2 separate regions of the Mus musculus genome follow, and region 1 is linked to region 2. The links are chromatin contacts, called in public HiChIP or PLAC-seq maps. All regions are on one chromosome and are shown on one strand. The core of a region is the stretch at or near the end of the contact, and the rest is flanking DNA. Distances in the headings are between cores, read along the strand shown.

What was found. HiChIP or PLAC-seq counts read pairs in DNA pulled down with a chosen protein or histone mark.
Region 1: an H3K27ac HiChIP or PLAC-seq map of trophoblast stem cells shows a contact between it and region 2, with 2.7 times the contacts expected there. The contact joins two enhancer-like sites. A contact is called at or near these places in 5 of 39 promoter capture datasets (the HPC-7 cell line, HPC-7-derived erythroid cells, embryonic stem cells and 2 more), 2 of 484 Hi-C or Micro-C datasets (Th1 cells and nephron progenitors), 4 of 115 datasets of contacts at active chromatin or transcription factors (embryonic limb bud, embryonic stem cells, epiblast stem cells and 1 more) and 5 of 9 other capture datasets (adipose tissue, embryonic stem cells, liver and 2 more).

The regions. Positions count from the first base shown.
Region 1 is chr5:143,515,079-143,522,236 of GRCm38.p6, forward strand. Rac1 (Rac family small GTPase 1) reads right to left here. Exons shown (of 6, transcript NM_009007.2): 2 at 2,080-2,151. Among named protein-coding and RNA genes, the nearest start is that of Rac1, 9.3 kb to the right of the region's middle. Within about 2 kb of position 3,288, at least 168 of the 459 cell types and tissues checked have an H3K27ac peak or open chromatin away from gene starts, as enhancers often do. A contact at or near this core is called in epiblast stem cells, pancreatic islet and trophoblast stem cells, where this site is marked.
Region 2 is chr5:143,708,398-143,715,999 of GRCm38.p6, forward strand. It overlaps Usp42 (ubiquitin specific peptidase 42), which reads right to left. Exons shown (of 18, transcript NM_029749.2): 15 at 6,205-7,602; 16 at 5,139-5,440; 17 at 3,553-3,591; 18 at 1,928-2,945. The coding sequence ends at 3,584. It overlaps Cyth3 (cytohesin 3), which reads left to right. Exons shown (of 13, transcript NM_011182.4): 13 at 1-1,853. Among named protein-coding and RNA genes, the nearest start is that of Usp42, 20 kb to the right of the region's middle. Within about 2 kb of position 3,119, at least 46 of the 459 cell types and tissues checked have an H3K27ac peak or open chromatin away from gene starts, as enhancers often do. A contact at or near this core is called in epiblast stem cells, pancreatic islet and trophoblast stem cells, where this site is marked.

The DNA of each region.
Region 1 (7,158 bases), core at 2,038-4,537, 190 kb before region 2:
CTTCCCAATCCCACCTGGCTAGTTCCTCTGACACATTCTGCTCACTCTCAGCTGGTGTGCTCAGTTGGCGCACACAGCAGAGCCACCTGGATCTGAGGCCCAGGGCTGCAGAATAGCAGCACACTGGAACTTCAGAAGCCACCCAGGCTCTCAGAGTGAGGGCACCTGACCACAGAAATGCATCCGTTAGCCTAGAATTGCTACACACAAATTAGTTATTAGTAAGAGGCAACTCAGAAAAGACTACCAACTAATCAGCAAGAGGAAAGTCATTAAAGGGTTGTAATCCCAGCATTAAGAGCCTGAGGCAGGAGGATCATAAGAGTCCAAGTTCACTTTAGGTTACAGAGCAAGACTTTGCTCTCAGGCAACAAAACAGACCTCAGAACAACAAAAAAGTCTACGCTATTACTACTCTTCAAAAAACAAACCAAAACCAAGAGCATGGAGCAGGTCAGGAATTGAAGGCTAGCCTAAGCTACACAATACCATCTCTCAAAAATAAAAAATCCACTGCAATTTAAAACAAGACAATATCGTCATTTTTTTTTTGTTGGCGTGTATGTATGCATAGCACATGTATATCTGGTGCATATGGAAATCAAAAGAAGCGTATTGGCTGGTTTTGTGTCAACTTGACACAGCTGGAGTTATCACAGAGAAAGGAGCTTCAGTTGGGGAAGTGCCTCCATGAGCTCGAGCTATAAGGCATCTTCTCAATTAGTGATCAAGGGGGAAAGGCCCATTGTGGGTGGTACCATCCCTGGGCTGGTGGTCTTGGGTTCTATAAGAAAGCAAGCTGAGCAAGCCAGAGGAAGCAAGCCAGTAAGTAACATCCCTCCATGGCCTCTGCATCAGCTCCTGCTCCCTGACCTGTTTGAGTTCCAGTCCTGACTTCCTTTGGTGATGAACAGCAATGTGGAAGTGTAAGCTGAATAAACCCTTTCCTCCCCAACTTGTTTCTTGGTCATGATGTTTATGAGGAATAGAAACCCTGACTAAGACAGAGGGCAACACATCCCTTGAAAGTGGAGCTTCCACATGGGTGCTGGGAACCAAACCCAGGTTCTCTGAAAGAACAACCAGTGTTCTCAGCCACTGAGTCATTTCTCCAGCCCAAGACTAGCATCTTAAAACATGGATTTTAAGGCAAAAGGAGCTTTTTTTTTAAAAGATTTATTTATTTATTATATGTAAGTACACTGTAGCTGTCTTCAGATGCGCCACAGGAGGGCATCAGATCTCATTACAGATGGCTGTGAACCACCATGTGGTTGCTGGGATTTGAACTCAGGACCTTTGGAAGAGCAGTCAGTGCTCTTACCCGCTGAGCCATCTCTCCAGCCCCAGAAAGGGGCTTTTTGTTTCACTGGTTTTTGTCTTATTATTTGTAGTACTTAAAAACAGGGGCTCTTAGTGTAAAAGTCAAGTTTAAGCTAGTGTGACTTACAGACTGTACTGAGCAAAGCAACCTTTATAAGGATGGTGGAGTGATGTGTATTGGAAGGCAAGGTAAGAGTGCAAAGTCAGCCTCGGCTCTATGGTGAAGCCCATTGGTCTCCCCAAGGCGAGCCTCCAAGGGTGCACTGGCTGCAGACAGAGGACAGCACAATGTGTGTAGCACAATGAGGCTCCAGCAAGCCATCAGTGAGAAAAGCACTTGTTCTTCCCACCCAGTGGGGCTGCCCATACACAATCAGCAGCCCTGAATCCATACCCTAGCCCAACTCTACAGCTCTCAGTGTGACATGGAACCACCTGATAACTTGGCAGAGGGTCAGCTACCTCTAATGCAACACTGTGCACCAGTTCCCAGAGCCAAGTCAGCAGACTGCTGTGCTCAAGCTCTGGGCTTTACACTCCCCAGCCTATACACTTCATGGTATCATTTTCTTTTGTTTCCTAAGAATCAATCAGGAAACTGACTTTTCCCTCCTATGAGGAAATCATACATTAATTGGCTCATTTTTTAATTTGAAGTTCCAAACCACTAACAATTCTCTCTCAGTCGCTGATTCAGAGGGAAATAAACACTAACGCTCCCACGGCAAGTTGGTCGCAGGCGAGGAGGATACTCACACGGTGGGGATGTACTCTCCAGGAAATGCATTGGTCGTGTAACTGATGAGCAGGCAGGTTTTACCAACAGCTCTGAAAGAAGAGAAAAGGCTGCTTAGTCAGCGCGCACAGTCCTGGCTCCCACTATCCCACCACAGCATTCTAGAAAAGACCAGGGAACAGCTATACCACATCCACAAGCATAATAAAGTTTATGTGACATTTAACACTCCGCACGTAGTTTCATCTTAAAAACCAAACCAAACCTCTGTATTCTCAGAAAGGCAGATTCAACAGGCTCCCTTTCTGCTAAGGTACCTGGTCAAGAAGTACTACGCACTGAGTACCAGACTCAGAAACGGCTAACACAAAGTTTCTTCTAGAACATCTTCCACTCTGATGACTACTAAGTAACCATGGCTGCTCTGCAACATGAACTGTTACTGCCTGCCGGTGCCGCCTCTAGGTGGAATGCTGTGAACCACATGCCCTGCCCACAAGCCTGTCCCTCCCAGAGCACAGGCAGTTAAGCAGCCACAGGGCTCTCACACTCACAAGCTGAGAAAGATCCTAACATGTCAACGAGGGGCACAGGGATGGAATAAACTTCCTGAACAGCTAAGACAGAAAAGAAGAAATGTACAAAAGTAAACACATTAAGGGGACAGACATTACTAATATTCTCCCGAGGCAGGAGTTAGGGTACTGTCTGAAAAGCTCTGAACCACTTGGAATAGTTTTCAGAATATTACTAAAAATAAAAATATATATATAAATAAAATCTCTTAAATTTCCTCCCACAGACCCTAACTGACTTGAGGGACATCTGGAAGGTTCAGTTCAAACAGTTCTGTGTGCTGAGCCCTGCTCCCTGCCGCCTTCTGCTGCCTTACTAAGGTCAGGACGGTGCTGGTACTGACTTGCAAGGCTGCACTGTTCAGCACAGGCCACTGTAGACTGAGGCTCACTATCCAAAGGCAATCTTCACACTTTCCTTCCACATTCTGGGACAAGGGCTCCGCAAGGGCAGGAGCTCAACCACTCACTCTTGCCAATACTTGCCTGACTTGTAACAGTGTAAAGGGCTTAATGAAGTAGGAACTCCCCACCCTAAAGATCTCAGTGTCAAACATGACATCACTGGCAAGTAACTTCCAATCCCGTAACGGCTTTCTAAACAGAAATGACTCATTAGACATTTATCTTGTGAGAAAGGCTTAGAATGTCAAAACAAACCTGTATGAGCAAGAGCCTAAGCTCTGGAGAGGCCTGGCTCTAAGACTCAGACCAGCTCATTCAGTCCTAGCGGCCTCTGACACATCTCAACTTCCTCTTCTGCCTCAGTTTTCTTGCTGGCAAGTAGGCGCTCTGAACTACAGGGAATCCATAGCAAGGAAGGAAGGTGCTGCGGTACTCACTGTGCAGGGAACTCAAGAACAGAGCAAGTGCTGGTTCAAGGCGGTATCTCGGCTTCTGGGACAAGCCGAGATGATCTCCAGGAGTCCCAGGTCAGTCTGGGCTACAGTGAGTTCTACTCTAGCTAGAGCTCCTTACTGAGAATCCACTTCAAACCGACAAGAACACAGAGTAGCAGAAGGGGGTGGAGGATAGAGAGAAAATAACAGGGGTGAAGATATCAAAGTGCATCCCATACGTGCATGGCTATGTCGGTGAAACTCTTGGCAGTTAATATATGTAGTAATTAAAAGAATAAAATCTCCCTGGGGCTGTAGCAGTAGAATGTTTGCCTAGTGCACCAACCCTGTACTCAATCCCCAACACGTCCTCTTCCTCACACTACCATCATGCCCACCAACATGCCAGCAAGCCTTCCACCAGGCCTGGACCCCAGCTCCAGCTATCTTTGAAAGGCCCGACTGGGAAGGTACTGGTAAAATCTGGTATTGAGAATTGTGTTGCTGTTATTTGTAAGAATGCACGTGTGCACACCACACAGGACACAGCATGCCTAAGATGAAGAAAAACTAAAGGCAGCAATTCTCCACCTGAGGGTCATGACCCCTTGTGGGGGGCACACCGTATGACCCTTTCACAAGGGTCACCTAAGACTGTTGGAAAACACAGATAATACAATTTGTAACAGTAGCAAAATGACAGTTATGAAGAAGCAATGAAAATAATGTTATGGTTGGGGGTCACTGCAACATAAGAAAGGAACTGTACTGAAGGGCCACAGCATTATAAAGGGTGAGGACCCCTGCTTTAAGGGAATAGGTAGCAAGTAAGTAGATAAAACTCTGAGTTTCGCCACAGACCCTAACTGACTTGAGGGACATCCTGAAGACTCAGTTCAAACAGCTCGGAGTTACTAAGGTCAGGACGGCCCCACCGTGTGTAGGCTTGACAACCTCAAGTGGTCAGGCTTGACAGCAAGCACTTTCCCCTACTGAACTGCTCTCACTACAGTCCCGATGGCCTTGAACTCACTCTGTACAACAGGATGATTCTGAATGTGTCCATCATGATCCTGTGACCCATTCATTTCTTCCTCCTGAGTCTGGTTTACAGTTGTGAGCCACCACACATGGCTGGGAAATGTACTTCTTACTAATCATTATGGACTATAATGTTCTATAAAAACATGGCTATAGGGTTGGAGAGATGGCTCGGCGGTTAAGGGCACTGACTGCTCTTTCGAGGGTCCTGAGTTCAACTCCCAGCAACCACATGGTGGCTCACAACCATCCCTAATGAGATCTGATGCCCTCTTCTGGGGTGTCTGAAGACAGCGACAGTATACTTACTTACATATATAAATAAATCTTTGGGCCAGAGCAAGCAGGGCCAGAGAGAGAAGAAAAAAGTGTCTGAAGATAGCTACAGTATACTTACATATATTAAATAAATAAATAAATAAATAAATAAATATTTTTTTAAAAAACAAACAAAAAGAAAAAAAGCAAAACAAAAATCCATGGCTATAGGTTGGTGATGCAGCAAATCCTGGGTTGGATCCCCAACACCAAATAAAGCTACCCAGGGTGGGAAGTCACAGCAAGTTGCGGCCAGCCTGGGCTGTGTACGGCCAGCCTGGGCTGTGGGTGAGCCCGTCTCTATGTTCTACCCTCAATTCTTCACTTAAGCAAGGATCAGCATAAACAGAAGGGCTATCACCCTTCTCTTAGTGTCCTTACTGATTCCTTGTGTGTTCTAGAGGCCAAAGTCAACATCTGAACTACGGGAAGTAACGTCAAGATTATGGCCACATGGAGAAGGAAGACATATTTAGTCACAGCCACGACTGACACACAACAGAATTTCTGGAAGAGTATTTGCTTTGGAATTTTCTAAATTTGTATATTTAAGTGTTCAGTTCAACCTCCTATTATTAATTTTTAAACTCTAGGCAATGAGCCTGGGTCTATGGAAGAAAGTCCTGTCCACTCTCCACTGGCTCTTCCCCTAGCACATGACATTACTATTTTTTAACCTATCTGCACTTCCTGCCCTGTCCTGGAGAAAGGACCAAGAATGAAGGCTGCCAGTGATTTCCGGTCCCACTGAAGTCCTCCCTTTCCTGTTGAGAGAACTTTGTACTTAATGTCTCTCTGCTTTGACCAGCTTTATTCTTACTTTCTGAAACCTACAAGCCAAACCTTCAAACACAAACGTCAGTAACCTATAAGCACTGACAATTTCCTCACATTAAAACACATAAAGATCAGGGTGGGGACGGCACTGGCCTTTAATCCCAGCACTCACGAGGCAGAGGCAGGTGCCAGTCTGCCTACAAGGTGAGTTCCAGGACAGCCAGGGCTACACAGAGAAACCCTGTCTCAAAAACAAAACAAACTCCCATACATAGGGAAGCTGGCGCGATGGCTCGGTGTCCAGGAGCACTTGCTGCTTCTGCAGTCTGACCCACAGCATCCACATCAGAGGGCTCACAATGCTTGCAACTCTCTTCTGCAGGCATCTGTGTGTGTGCACACACATACACTCCTTTATATACACATGAAAAACTGAAAGGTAGGTAAGAAAATGGGGTGTGTAATCACAGCTTGGAAATCTTGAGGAGAGAAGCCTTTCTTCAAGTTTCAGTCCTGCATGAACTACATAGCAAAACCCTGTCCAAAAATTTTATATATGTATCAGCTATAGCAGAGTGGCAGAGAGAGCTTGCCTAGCATACACAATCCTGAATTCCAACCCCAGCATCAAAGGATGGGGTATATATCTAAAAAAGAATTTTAAAAAACTCTGCACATGGCCTTGTAAGAAAAACTGTTCCAGGCTGGTGAGATGGCTCAGTGGGTAAGAGCACCTGACTGCTCTTCCCAAAGGTCCAGAGTTCAAATCCCAGCAACCACATTGTGGCTCACAACCATCCGTAATGAGATCTGACTCCCTCCTCTGGTGTGTCTGAAGACAGCTACAGTGTACTTACATATAATAAATAAATAAATAAATAAATAAATAAATAAATAAAGCTGTTCCTAGCCAGGCGGTGGTGGCGCATGCCTTTAATCCCAGCACTAGGGAGGCAGAAGCAGGCGAATTTCTGAGTTCAAGGCCAGCCTGGTCTACAAAGTGAGTTCCAGGACAGCCAGGGCTACACAGAGAAATCCTGTCTCGAAGGAAAAAAAAAAAAAAAAAAAGCTGTTCCTAAGATAGACAAACCGGACTCATCCATTGGCAGCTGCAAATCAAATGCTGAACAGGCAATTATTATTATCTAAATTCCCAAGATCCAAACAACAAGTCAATCTCAAGGGCAGGTATGGTGATGCATGCCTGTCTAGCTCTTACAATCCAGAGTTCAGGTCTAGCCTTGGGTACACTGGGAGTTTGAAAGCGACCCTGAGCTACATGAGACCTTGTTTCAAAAAATAATGTGGGAGCTGAAGAGATGGCTCAGAAGTTAAGACAGCTTGTTGCTCTTCCAGAAGACTCAAGTTTAGCTCCCAGCTCCCAAATCACACTGCTCACAACCACCTGTAACTCTGGCTTAAGAATATTTAACGCCCTCTCCTGACCTCTGTGGGCATTCATAAACATGACACCCACGCATTAAAAATACACACAAAAATTTTAAAATAATTAAAAAACGAAGCGGAGAATGACTGAAAATGCCTTTGC
Region 2 (7,602 bases), core at 1,869-4,368:
AACTCCTGGACACACGTATATACTGTGCACTGAAAACAGTCTATATATGCAGCCCCCATGCACTTGGGGCCAGAGCAGCTGGGGCACAGTCATCCTGACAGAGTGTCAGCTGGGTGAAGAGGCATTGGGGTGAGTGTGGAGAGCAGTGTGCTTGGGAGATTCAGGCGTGACTGCCACTTCCCCTCACATGCTTCTCTAAGATGAATCAGTAAGGTACAGCTATGGCCGGGGTATTTATCCTGTCAGTGCCAAGGCCTGGAGATGGAGTTCCTTCTCTGGAAAACAGGCCACTTATGTGCAGAACCTCCTCTTGTCTGACCTTCATACAGGACAGTTTCATGTGGTCCGAGTGCACATGGCTCATGACTTTGGTACTTTTGTTGCTTGCTGTTTCAAACTTGGGTTAAGTGCTAACACATATTTTGATGTAGTAAGCAAGCAGAAGCAGCCAGAAGTAATCCACCTGTTCTCTGGAGTGCCATGTTTTCCAACATTTGACATCCTTTGGAGGAGGTGAAAAACTGAAGATGGCACTGAGGGACACGTGTGACATCCAGACCCCTAACACACACACACACACACACCAGTGCATGCCTTCAGGGCATATGTGCTTGGGCTGAGACTGGGTAAGATGAGAGGGCCCATTCATGGCTTATTTGGAAAATGGTCTTCCCCTGCACGTGGAGCTGGTGTTCTGAGAGCCCTTGAAAACCGCCAACCAAATGCCCTTACACGAGACTTTCAGTGAGCTGTCTTAAGGCTTTTTGCCTGACCTTGGTGGTAGCTGCCATCTAAGATGGCACAGAAGGATGTGCAGGCCAGAGCTCCCTCGCTCGTGCACCAGACTGATCACTTTTTGGTTTATTCCCAAGCTTCTAGGCTTTGCTTTTACTGATACCTCAAATCTGAAACCCTTGCATTTGAGCTGCCTGGCTGGTGTGTATGCAGCCTGGCTTCCAGTCTTCCATGATCCCTATCCCCTATTCCCCACCCCAGACCTGAATTTACTGCTGGTGGGGCACCTGTAGGGAGGTAGGAACTGGCATTTTTTTCAATCAGGACCATGGTGAGCCGGTCAGATGTTCAACCCAGGTGTGGCCCTGGGCAACAGAGCTCTCTGTGGGATATTGAGGTCAGGACGTTAAGCATGAGGCTACCTAATGTTGTCTTTGATGCCATAGTCATCTTTGAGGGGACCTTGCCTGATGGCTGTTGGTGCTAAGAATCCTAAGTTACTGGCTCTTGGAGTATCCACATGGAGTCACTTAACTCAGGTTATGTTGTGACAGTGTTAAACCCAAGGGCATCTGCCACTCCCAGAGCTTGTAAAGGCTCAGGCACTCCTGCCCTTCACCCTTTGTCTGCACTCGTCAGTGAAGCATTAAAGCCCTACTCTGCCCAAAGACAGTTCCCTGTCCTGCTGGGCCCTGGGCATCATTCCTGGGTTTCAGAAGACTTGATGTGGTACTGCAGAGTAACTAGGAACCGTCTGGGGATGGGACTTACTGTGCTTCCTGTCATGCTGAGTTCAGAGCTACAGGTGTGCTTTGCTGACAAGTTAGGTCGTTACAGACCAGAAACCATGTTGTGATTTCTTTTTATCTTAGAAAACATTTCTATTTACAATAAATAGTTACTATGTAAATAATGTACATATGTATTAATTTCTTCAGTGTTATACAATGTATATACTCCTACAACCTGCATGAAGAAATATCCTATTAATGTTGATATCAGAATTTCTGGCTATTTTATTGCAAAGCAAACAGCTAGTAAAATGGAGGGCCTTACGGCTGTCAGAACTATTGCAAATACTGTGTTCCCTAAATAAAAACATACTGCTAAAACCAAAACTGCCTAAGACTCAATTCTTTAAAACAGACATGGCTATGAGCTTGCGGAGAACAGAGTAAAACTGAGACGGTTGTTTAATTTGCTGCCATTTATATACTATATAAATCTTACATGCCGTATATATACAGTGGGGCAAGTGCTTTTTTAATCTTAAAAAAACAAAGATCAACTTTAGACATCTCTGAACAACACAAACTGTATAAACCATACAGAGTATTCAGATACACACTGTATTAAATACAGTCTTCTCCCCACTCCCGTCTCCTGATGCAGGACCAGTGAATTATAAGTGTCACAGTTTTATAGCATATCCATATTAAAAATAAAATCACAGTATGATTTTTGTCTGTAACTAGAAACTTGAAGGGATCAAGCTGACGACTCAGACTTCAATATCATATTGTCGAGACGAGACACAGTATAAAAAGTGTTAGGTAAAAAAAACATACTGTAGGCTTTACAAATAATGTCTGGATTATACATTCATAATGCAAATACTCATCATAACTGGTAAATTGATTGGAATAGTTCCACAAAGTTCAAAAACAGAACTTGTCTATAAAATACATCTTCAAATCTTGAATACAACTAAAATGTGAACAAATTAGTTTCTATATCAGACATTGCAGAGGAAGCCCTCGAAGGTCTCGCTGAGAGCTTGGGTCTTTAAATAAGTCTTTAATTTAAATAGACGCACTGTCGCTTGTCCTTTTGAAGTCCATGGTTCCCAGCTGGCCGTGCACCAGGTGTCTAGCGTGGAGGAACATTACATGAGATACAAGTAGTCAACCTGAGTCTGTGGTTAAGCAGCATTTGAGATGGTCTATTCCAGGGCATTATTGTCAGTGTGATTTTATGTACACGGTAATTTACAATGTTCAGCAGTGTAGAAAGTATCCGTTTGGAATAAGGGCAATTAAGAAAAGGTAAAAACTGAAAAAAGAAAAGAAAAAAAAGAAAAAAGAAACAGTTGTCCATGGTAAACTCTGTACAGTATGTACTAAAGAAGCACCACGCAGTTCGGACAAAGTTATTCTCTATGTTTATAATTTAAGCTGGGTTGGGGATGGCTTCTGTTCAAAATGTTGAATCTGAAAGATAAGAGGTGCAGCAGGCATTAGACGAACAGAGGTTGGTCTCACACTCTCTGGATGTGTTCCCAAGGCTTTTGAAAGTTCCTGAAATTGCCTCTCTACCTTCCTGAACTGCAGTAGAGAACCCTGGAATGCCAGGGCAGCGCCACCTGCTGGGCCCCAAGCTGCAAATCACTCAGCCCTCAGACACCACGTTCACTGGGCAGAGGAGGAGAGAGGCCCAGAGGCTTTGTCTCCATGACACGGAGGAAGCCTGCGAATTAGCTGAGGCGAGAGCAGCAGCTCATTTTAAAGCCTTTGCTGACTAGACCTGCCCTCCATCACAGAGTTCGGGCTCTGAGTTCCTGTGTCTCAGGGCCACACAACACAACACCAGCATTAGGAACCAGATATACCCTGACCCTTGTTTGGCCTCTCTCTGCTCTCAGATACTTAACTCCATTTCTTAGCACAATTTCCACATCTGGATGCTAGCTAGTGACTGAGTCCTAGAGGCACAGACACGCCAGGACCCTCCCCTTCACCACCCCTGGTTTTCACCAGAAAACCCACCTATATCCACTCAGCACTTCCACAAATGACCAAAACGGGGACAATTGCTTACCGTAATTTTGTTGTTGTAAGGCCAAGGCTGTTTAGTCACCTAGAAGGCAAAGTAAGGAACATCTTTATTATGCGTGTGTTCTGCAGACTTAACGATAATCAGTTCCTACAGCTCATTATCAGCTGCTGAAAAATCACTCGGATAGCAGCATGAGCTGGCAGTGCCACAAAGCACCGGCACAGGACCGTCAAGAGCCACACAAGAGGGACCAGGTCTCAGCCCCAGCACAGAGCTGCACATTCTCGGGTGGGTGACCATCCTTTCAGGCTGAAGCAATGAGCTGAGTCATACAAAGAGCTGGAGGAAGGGCTGGTGTCAGACCCAGAGCAGCGGTGTCTAGCTGCAGATCCAGCTGCAGTGTATGAATGGACTGCCAAGGAGCAGAAGGTTCCACTCGGGGTCACCAAGATGCCCACATCTCTGTAGTGACACACATGTCCTTTATTTGTGACCATGATCTTTGGGTGTCCGAGGCAGAATTGTCAAGCTTTTTATATCAAGGGCCAGGTGATGAGAAACGTCTCAGTGGACAGGCTATGTCCACTGCTACTGAGTGGCACCAGAGCTAACACATAGCACCTGGGCTTCCACAGTGCACTGACCCTGACCCTCCCACCTCGGTGCTCGCTGTGAACACATGCCAGTCTTCTGCACTTTGAACTGTTGAGAGCCATTCCTAACTCCAGGCTAGACTGGCTGCAGGTTGCCAGCCTTTGCACTAGCCCCACCGATGTTCACAGCCTATGCAGTTTCTACAAGCCCAATGCTCCTGTCCAGAGAGAATGAATGTTCACGGAGAGAAAGCAGCCAAGCACACTGGCACTGGACTGTAATCCCAGCACTCAGGATGCTAACATAAAACTCTGAGTGCAGGCTAGCCTGGACTACATAGGAAAGTCAAGGCACAGGGGCTGCTGTATACAGACCTACTCACTTAGAGATCAGCAAGAACCACCCCAGAAACCAGCAGCCTGAAGGATACCAGAGCCCCACACTGCAGCTACACCTCTAGAGATCAATCACACTATTGATTTATGACTTAGGAGCTGGGGTACACTAGTGCATTTAGGGGTTCAGAAGTTAGTACAACACACACAAAGATGTGCACATAAAAACATATATGGGCACAGAATGCTTTAATAGCCCAAGTTCTACTGTGTGACACTCACAGACGCTCCAAGTTCCAGGGATCTGAGTACACAGGTTGTGCTGAGCCTAGCTAGCTCTCTGCAACTTAGGCCTTCCACAGAGCTAGACACTCCCAGCCAGAGATTAAAGCACACCTCTGCTCACAGGCAGGTCTTGTTTTTGGTCATCGAGTCCATTCTCATATCCTCCTGTGCCGTTTTGATTTTGTTTTTTTTTTTTTTTTTAAACAGGGTTTCTCTGTGTAGCCCGACTGTCCTGGAACTCACTCTGTAGACCAGGCTGGCCTTGAACTTGGAAATCCACCTGCCTCTGCCTCCCAAGTGCTGGGATTAAAGGTGTGCGCCACCACTGCCTGGCCCTTCTGTGCCTCTTATGTTTCTGTGTTTATCACCTTTCCCAAAGTACTTGACTCAGAGCTGTGTCCTTGCTTCCCTTACCCTGGCCATACTCCGACAGACGGCATCTGTCAGGCCGGCTTTCCATCCTTAAATGCTTCGTTTTCTCCCGGAAAGGGCCGCTGTCTTCCACAGGCAGACCATCAGCCAGGAGAAAGCTGCCCTCTGTTCTCCGGAAATGGCCGCCGGCCTCGTAGCTGGAGAGCTTCGGTAAACGCATCTCAACATCCTTTATAAAGTCCTCCGACTTCCTGGAATGCCTTTTCTTTTTCTTCTTTTTCTTCCGGTGTCTATGGAGGTCAGCATCAGAGTATGCTCCTGAAAAATCAGACTCCTGCTGGTGCCTGCAGAAGAAGCAGCCAGAGGTTAGCACCGAGGGAAACTGCCATCTACGCTCCCTGTCCCCCGGAACACTGCTTACGAATAGTGGGCAGATGCCTCCTGCTCATGTGTGGTTTCCTTCCATGGAAACAAGTTTTAAGCACAGTCTTTAAGTCCACCACCACTTTCCCCAGCCATGTCTGCCCAGTGTTCAAGCAGAGGACAGAAGGCAGCTGTGGTCTGTAGCTGGTCACAAAGACTCTGGCAGTTTTTGACTAGTTTACTGCTAAGTGTTATTAGCTAAAAAAAAAATCCAGGAATCACACTCATGCTTACCAATCAGGCATCCATTAAGACAATCGCCAACAGTTAAGCTCCTAAGTTATGTAAAACCAATCAGGTGGTTGGCCACAGTCTGTAACCCAGCACTGGGGACACTGAGACAGGAGGATCTAAGTTTGAGGCCAGCGCAGGCCTCAAAAAGATACAAAAAACATTTAGACTTCAAAATGAGAAATGGTGGCCTAAAAAGGAGACAAAAGGCCAAAGAAATAAATGGTGTGTCTTAAGCTCACTCTAAGCAGGCAAACAGGCAGAGAAGAAACTGCAACAGTTACAAGATATAATGACATGTGTGATAGGCCTGGAAGAACTGTGAGGGACCAACAACTTCAAAGCTGTGTGAAAATGTAGAGATGTAAACTAATGAAATCTCTAGAGTGAAACAAAGATACTGCTGGCTTGGTGCCGGCAGGACAGAGCAGGCCAGCCCGCGAGCAGCCCTCACCTGCTTTCTCGATCCCGGTGTTTATCTTTGGACTTCTTTTTCTTTTTAGACTTTTTGTGCTTCTTCACCCTTGGCTCCTCTAGCGTGTCCTTCTCCAGGCTTTTGTGGACTTTCTTTTCTAGACGGCCATCATTATTTTCTAGAGTCTCATACCTCCGCTTCCTCGACTTGACACTTTTGTGTTCATGAAAGCGCTCAGGGAGACTGTGGCTGCTGTCCTGCACACTCAGCGCAGCCTTCTCTTGGAGATGTCTCTCGAGGGGCACAGCAAGGCTAGGGGCCTCTCGGGGGCTGTTGAAGTGGGGCCGTTCCTTCCCCCGGGATTGCAGCTCCCAGCCCTTGCGGCCCCAGTAGCTGTCCTTGTATGGCCGTCCAGACTGGACAAGGCGGTCATGCTCACGACCATGCAGAGGCCGCCATTCTCGGGCGTCCCGGGCCGTGTATAGGGGCGTGTACCTGTCGTGGTAATACCTGCACTTGTCCCACCGCAGCTTGTCCTGGTAGAATCTCTCCCTGACCCAAGCATGCTCATTTTCCAAATGGTGGTACCGGCTCCAGTCCTGCTCCAGGCCACTCCTAATCCGTGAGTGGTGGTGACTATACCTGCTCAGGGAGCGGCGCTCAGGGCTGGCTCTGTCCCCGTGGCCCAAGTGCTGGCCCCCATTGCAGTATGAATTAGTAGGGTGTCGGTCCTGCTTGGGCCGCTCTCGGCTGTAGCAGTGCCGCTTCTTATGGTGATGGTCCTCCGGCCGGGGCCTGCTGTCCCTCACGTGCTCCCCACTGGAGGAGCGCTCTCTCCGGCTCCGATAGTGTCCTCGGTCCACTTTCCGGAGGCTGCTCATCTTTTCCTTGGCTGGGGAAGGCTCCTGAGCTTTGGGTCCCACATGGCCTCCATCGCCTCTGTCCCCAGCAGCCTGCTCGGCAGCCCCTTCACAGGAGCTGGTGGTGGTCCTGTCAGGCTTAGGGGGCATCGTGTCAGCAGAGACCGCCGAGCTTCTGGAAGAGTCTTCTGTCTCCTCTGACCCCTCTGCGCTGAGGTAAAGTAAGAGTTTCTGCTCACACCCGTCACCTGTGAGTACTGAGGGAGCAGGGCTCAGCCTCTCCACCACTTCAGCCATGGCAGAGTCCTGAGCCTTCTCAGCTGTATCACCTTTCACTGCTTCGGTTGGCTGGCTCGGGTTGGCAGTCAAGTCTCCAGGGTCACACAATTCGGGCACTGGGGTATCCCCCAAGATAGTACCAGTGCTGTTACAAAGAGCAGGGACGGAAGGCAAACCCTCCACAGGTTCAGCTGAGACAACAACGGACGAGTCTTCTTTGGTACAGCTGATGGTGGGCTCCAGGGGTGATGTGGTGGAAGGGGTCTGTGTGCTCCCATTGGTGACAGCCTCCGGTATC